Linked DNA regions of Rattus norvegicus: region 2 is linked to region 1. Evidence: chromatin contacts called from public Hi-C data. All regions are on one chromosome and are shown on one strand. Each heading gives the region's core, a stretch centred on a gene start, on an enhancer-like site or on the middle of the called end of the contact. The rest is flanking DNA. Distances are from core to core; before and after follow the strand shown. Region 1 overlaps Ctnnbl1 (catenin, beta like 1). Region 2 overlaps Ctnnbl1 (catenin, beta like 1).

Evidence for each region. A called contact is a pair of places that touch in the nucleus more often than the background predicts.
Region 2: a contact with region 1 is called in a Hi-C map of frontal cortex, with 1.5 times the contacts expected there. The contact joins two enhancer-like sites. A contact is called at or near these places in 3 of 12 Hi-C or Micro-C datasets (frontal cortex, kidney and prefrontal cortex).

Annotation. Positions count from the first base shown.
Region 1 is chr3:166,877,329-166,880,426 of GRCr8, reverse strand. All of the region lies in intron 5 of Ctnnbl1 (catenin, beta like 1), which reads right to left. Among named protein-coding and RNA genes, the nearest start is that of Ctnnbl1, 71 kb to the right of the region's middle. Within about 2 kb of position 1,671, at least 18 of the 93 cell types and tissues checked have an H3K27ac peak or open chromatin away from gene starts, as enhancers often do.
Region 2 is chr3:166,950,145-166,953,242 of GRCr8, reverse strand. All of the region lies in intron 13 of Ctnnbl1 (catenin, beta like 1), which reads right to left. Among named protein-coding and RNA genes, the nearest start is that of Vstm2l, 39 kb to the left of the region's middle. Within about 2 kb of position 1,427, at least 25 of the 93 cell types and tissues checked have an H3K27ac peak or open chromatin away from gene starts, as enhancers often do.

The sequences.
Region 1 (3,098 bases), core at 422-2,921:
TTGAAGAAAGCCTATCCTACTTTATACTGCCAACTGTACAACAGGTTCTGGGGGACTGCCTGTGGGTAACCCCAGGGCATGCTGGGAAGGCAGGCAGGCAGGCAGGCAGGCAGGCAGGCAGGCAGGCCCTGGTTTTCTCTCCTGGGGAAGAGACTATTCAGCTAAGACAGTTGTGATCAGGCATCCAGGAAGACTTGCCTGCTGTGTATAGCCTCCCTCCCCTTCCCAATGCCTTGCTTGCCTTATGTAGGAAATGAGGATAAAGAAGAATTCTGCAGCAATTGCAGGGAAATGTGGGGCACTACTTTTGGCTAAAGAACAACTCAAAATGCCCATGATCAAGTTTGCATCGAGCTTTATACCCACTCCATGTCTTTACCTCACTGGTGAAGAAGAGGCCAGTTCTTTGATAGTAAGCCCCTTACCTCCTGCACCTTGGCACACTTCAAGGTCTTGAACACCTCTGCAGGTAACAGATACCTGAGAAGCTTACCTCACCAAATAACTTACACATTCACTGTGTGCACCATGACTGCTTTCGGACAGTACTCCATCTACCCTGGCTAAGGCTCACGACTCTCACAGACGACACAACAAAGGCTCAGAGAGGTTAGGCACCTGGTCAGAGTCACAGAGCTGGAGGCAATGGTGAGCAACTCTATTACTTTGGAGAACAGAAAGACAGAGAGAAGGATGGAGAGCGCAGTGAGCGTGCCACCACACTTTTGGAGCCTTTGTGGAGAAAGCTGAACTCTACAGACCTGGTTTGACAGAGCCTAAGGGTGACAGCAAGGAGAAGAAAGACAGATGTCAAACAGCCTCTGCTCTTTCTGGGTGAGACTCAGGGGCAACATCGGGACATGGAGAAAATCGGAAATCAGCGGCCTCTCTGCACACCCAGTTGTTAGTGGGTGGCGCTTTCTAAGCTCTCCCTAGTGCCTTGAAGGAGCGGGACGGAGCCCACTGGAGGGGAAGGGGCTGGTGCCAGAACAGGAAGAGCTGCAGCAGAAAATGAACTGCTTCCTTCTCCCCGGGAGGAGACACACGGTCTTGCTCTCAGGTCTCATGCCAATAAGAACATTAGAGTGTTTCCCTTTAGCATTTATGCATGGGAAGGGAAACACAATCTTCGGGCCAGCACAGACCATGCCACAACTTATTTTTTCCTAAACCACCCTGACTGACATATCTCCCCCATTTCTGAAGCGGCAAATGTCACAGCTCTGCTGGGTGGCATATGGCTGGCTGCTGCTACAGGCTGCATGGCAGGCCTCTGCTGCGATGGATGGCTGCTTTATCTGTGTTATTTGTCTCCTTCCTTGATGCTTAGTGATGCTTGCCCTCTCTGCTGTCTGCAAACCGGCAAGATGGTGGTGGTGAGCAGCACCGCTTAGATCCTAGAGCCAAGTGGATATGGATGATGGGTATCTGGCTGGGGGAAAGTCTTTTTTCTCTCGTTACAGAAATCTAACTTCTAACAGGCAGACTTTTTAAGCTTGCAAAGTGTGAGACTCAATGCTTAGTTGGGTTAGATACAATTTTATCTGATTGCAGGAGAGCCGAGAGCAGTCAAAATACATTTAGCTCAGAAAACCCTTAGGAAAGCCTTTGTATTATGCATGGCTCTGGAGTTGGCTAGTAAGGAGTGCAAATTAGCATTCTGCCTACTTCCTCTAGCCTCAGGCCTACCTTCAATTTTCTGGATCTGTGACCAAGTCTGAAACTAAAAACAAATCCTGCTCAGGGATTAAAGCAGCAGCCAGAGCAGCCCTGGCCTCGGACACGAGGGCTGTCTGAGGCCTGGCAGTTCCTGATAAGTCTCTGGTTATTTCTGCTTGTTAGCAGGTCCCCAAACAGCAGGCCTCACTCAGAGGAGCTTCCAGGGCATGATCAGACGTCTTTTTCCACTTGACCAAAGAGGAAGGATATAAGAGAAAAGGAGGAAATAGGAAAGCAGACAGACGAGAGGGTCTGAAGAGGATTCCTTTTCTACCTGGCCCACTCCATGACACTCAAGAGCTAGATTGGAGTTTTTCTACCCACAATATGTTTCAAAAATGTCATGCTTAAGAAAATAAAATAACCCCAAATGTGAGGAAGGAATCTTGATCAAATAAGTTTTGAAAGTCATAATGTTAAAAGCAGGCCTATGTCACCTCTTGAGATATGGGCCTCTAGTCCTGCCCTCCCACTCCCTACCCACAGCTGCCTGTATGGTTGTTCTAAACATCTAGACAGACATTTGCCAATCCCATACCTACAGTCTGCCCATGTAGGCAATCTCACAGAGGCCTACAGAACACAGAAGCACTCCCCAACACCAAGCGCCTCCTCTCATTCTCCCCGGTGCCAAGCTCACTCTCACCTTGGTCTCTCGTCCCTGTTATACCCTGCTCTTAGCCATTTTGAATGGCTGACTGCTTCTTGTACCCAGAACTCAGGCCTTTCTAACCTGACCTCCACATGCTCAGACATTCCATTTTCCCCTGCATGACCGTGACACACTGTGGTGGTTTACCTGTTTCCCCATTTCTTGTCCCACCCTCTGAAAGCAGAGACCCCATTCGTCATACTGAGAGCTACAAGTACCCAGTTTCTAGGATCCAGAGCAAGTCAGCACGCAGTGAGCATCAAGTGGATGAAGACCTGGTGAGTTTGACTTTAGGACAGAGAGAAAGGAGAGGCCGTGACTGGAAGCAAGAAGGCCAGGAAGCAGAGGCTGACATGGTAATAAGCACCAGGCTAGGAAGCAGACAGAGGCTGCCACGGTCATAAGCATCAGGAGACCCTCAATTTCGCTGCACCTGAGCAGCACAAACCAAGCTGCAAACCAGACCAAGGCAGACCATAGCTGTGCTCAGGACTGAGCATTTGGGAAGGGCTGACTGAGGGCAAGGATGGTGTGGAAGGGAGCCCCCAGGCTCTATGTCAAAGGTACACTTGCTCATGTCTACAGAAGATGAGAGTGTAGGCAGCTTCATGCCTCAGCCATTCTTTACCCTGCTCTGATATGACTCCTCCGCACAGTCTGAAATTCTGTGACACTTGGCCCCAGATCTGACCAGTCCTACCCTTCACTCCACAGAGCCTGCCTTCTC
Region 2 (3,098 bases), core at 178-2,677, 73 kb before region 1:
GGGCTTCAGCCTGTTTGGGGAGCCCAGTGAAATCTGCTGAGACAAGCACCCTGGGTATTTACTGATCACGAGGGCTGCTGCTTGCTGAAGAGTTGGAAGCATTACACGGCCTTTAAAAGTTCAAATCTTGTTAACCAGGAGCCCCTGGGGTATGTCCAACTTCACTCTGGAGCTCAAGGACACTGCGTACAGCGGGAACACACTGGGCACCAACCAGCCCAAGGCATGGACGGCGCTCTGTGCCAGTTACACATCATTGTGGTGATATACTATGAACGGAAAATGCATAAAATAATCTAGTGCTGGAGGAGTCCCATACATGCTCCTAAGCACACGTGTGTTTCCTCAGCGCAGACGGCTGCAGGACTGGAGATGCTGCTCCACAGGAGAGTGCTGCCCGGCATGTGCAAGGCCCTGGCTTCCATTCCTAACACTGCCTGCAGCAAAACAAACCAAGACCCACACCAACTGAACACTATGGTGCTGTTGCAGCTACATTAGAATCCACTTGTACGTACTTATGTGTTTTCACCGAGAGGGGTTGTGGGGGGTTTTGCTGTTTTGTAAACTAAGCATTACAGGCAACAATGAAAGTTATGGAACAATGTGGGGGTATTTTTATCCTTAACACCCAGGGGGCAGACAATGAACTCTCTCAAGGAGCAGTGGTCCTTTCCTCAGGCTCAGGGTGAAGATCTAGAGACCATGCTGGGGCAGTGTGGCCATGGACACCTTCAGTCCCAGCACTGGGGAGACTGAGGCAGGTGGATCTTTGAGTTCAAGGCCAGTCTGGTCTACAGAGTGAGTTCCCGGACAACCAGGGCCACACACACACACACACACACACACACACACACACACACACCCACTTCAGACAAACAAAGCACAACCAACCAACAACAAAAAAGACAGGCACAGAGGAAGCAAACAAGTACACTGTCTACCAGCTATGACGGGACAGGCTTTATGCCAGGGACTGCATATTTCTGTGAGGAGGACACAGATTTCTCTGAGATCTGACCTCACAGGAGGCAGGAGGACAGGGCTGGAGGTGTAGGGAAGCAGAGAATAAACTCTGGGCATCAACAGGGACCTCCCAGAGGAAAGGACACAAAGGCTCTCTCTCTGCCTGTCTCCTGGGTGCTAGGTGTGGCATTCCTTCTGCTATACCGCTACTACCCAGTTTGTGTTAGTTAAACACAAACGGCTACCATGGGGAAAAAACAGAGGTCAGGGCAGTGAGGCTATGTATCCTGAGCAGAGAGCCGGGAAAGGCCTGGCTTACCTCTTCCTCTCCCAGGGTTGGGAGGAGACTGAGAAACCCCATCCCCACTTGGTGTGCATGGGGAAGGATCAGAGTTGCTAGGGTGGCTTGAGCTCCCTCTGGATCCCTGGCCCTCCCCAGCAGCACACACCATACTTGGGTTTCTAATTGGCACCATCTTTGGCCAGTGCCTGGTCCAGCACTTGGCCCAGAACAGGAGTCTGATCAGCATTTGCCAAATGACTGGATTCTCTCCATTGAATCTTGGTCAAGTGCAAAGCACATAGAAATGCACAGCTCTCAGAGAAATGGAGGTTTTCAGGGAAAGGTTAGGTTTAGAGACACTGGAAAGCCAACATCTGACTCTGTTATTTAGAGTGGGTATCCTTGCTGGCTTAGTGAAATATTAGACAGTCATTTCTTACTAATCTGAGGGTCACTGTCATCCAGTGTGTTTACATCAGCAATGTTTGCAGAGTTCCCACTTGGTGGTAGAACGTCTGTACTGGGAGGAGGGAGACCAGCTGTTTATGACTTAAGAGAGAGGACAACAGGAGGAAGGGGTGAAAGGGAGGTTCTGTTGCTCTGTGACACAACACCCGTGAGGTGGCTTCATCTGCCAAGACAGCCCAAGTGCTGGCAGCAAATGCCTCTCACCAATGTGCCCCTCCTGCCTTGGCTCTTGGAGTAGCACAAGGCTGCTGAGCACTAATGGCCTTGGAATGTTTGCCAGAGCCCAGCAAATCGGCCTTGGCACCGAGGAGACAGCTGTTTGTCAGTGAATGGCAGGGCCGGAATCGGTGGCACAAGTAGCCTGCTAGAGGCTGGGGGTGGGGCTGCAGCCGTCACTCTCCCTCAGCACTAACCAATTCCACGCCCTCTTCACTGCAGATACCGGATCATCTTCAGGGACGCACACCAAGGACCCTAACAGCAACATGTAAATTGTTCCCAACACTCAAGTGGTCTTCCTTGGAGTGTGTAACCCAGTTCTAACAAAGCACCTGGCTGCGCCCTTACGTGAAACATTAAGTTAAAGGGACCTAGCAGTCACACGAGGAACAGTGACAAGCCATGACTACTACTAACTTTAAGATGGTGTATCTGCCTCCCAGGCTTTCTTCTGCTACTTGAGATCTGCTCCAACAGGATCTATGAGGGGCCGTGGCAGGGCTGGAATTCTGGTAGTGTCATGGCTGCTCCTACACTGATCTAGAGAATCTTCATTTGTGTCTAGTTGTCATTTATGTGGCACTCTATCAGTCCCCTGGGCTCCTCAGGTTCCAGACGGAATGAAGGAGCGGGTGAGGAGTGTGCCTAGGTGCCTAAGCGCAGCTGTATCTGCAGCTGTACCTCTGTGAAGAAGAGAGTCCCTATCAATCAATTCAATCAATCAGCAAACACCCGAGCACTGACCAGGCTTAGAGATCACAGGCAAGTCCCAACAGTTACGATCTACTGCTCTGCCAAGGTGGACCTGTGCGTGTGGGAGAGTGGAAGTGGCAAAGAAACAAGTCTCAGGCGCCTATGCTCACCCCAGAGGAGCAGAGTTTTGCGGACTGCTGGGGTAAGCGCCCAATACTCCTGCTAGAGAGGCTCCAAAGCTTCCAGGGTCTCTTCGAGGTGAGAATTGAGAGATCCAGAAAAATCAAGATCACAAGGAAACTTGGGGCTGCCGCAGACTGCAAAAAGCAGGAATGGGCTCACACTGTATTAGAGCTACACACTGGAGAGTGTCCGTAGGTCAGAACACAGTCCGTAGGTCAGAACACAGACTGGACAATGGGCAAATGTGAAAACTTGCTCTAATTAAGATGTGTGCTGAGTAGGGCCT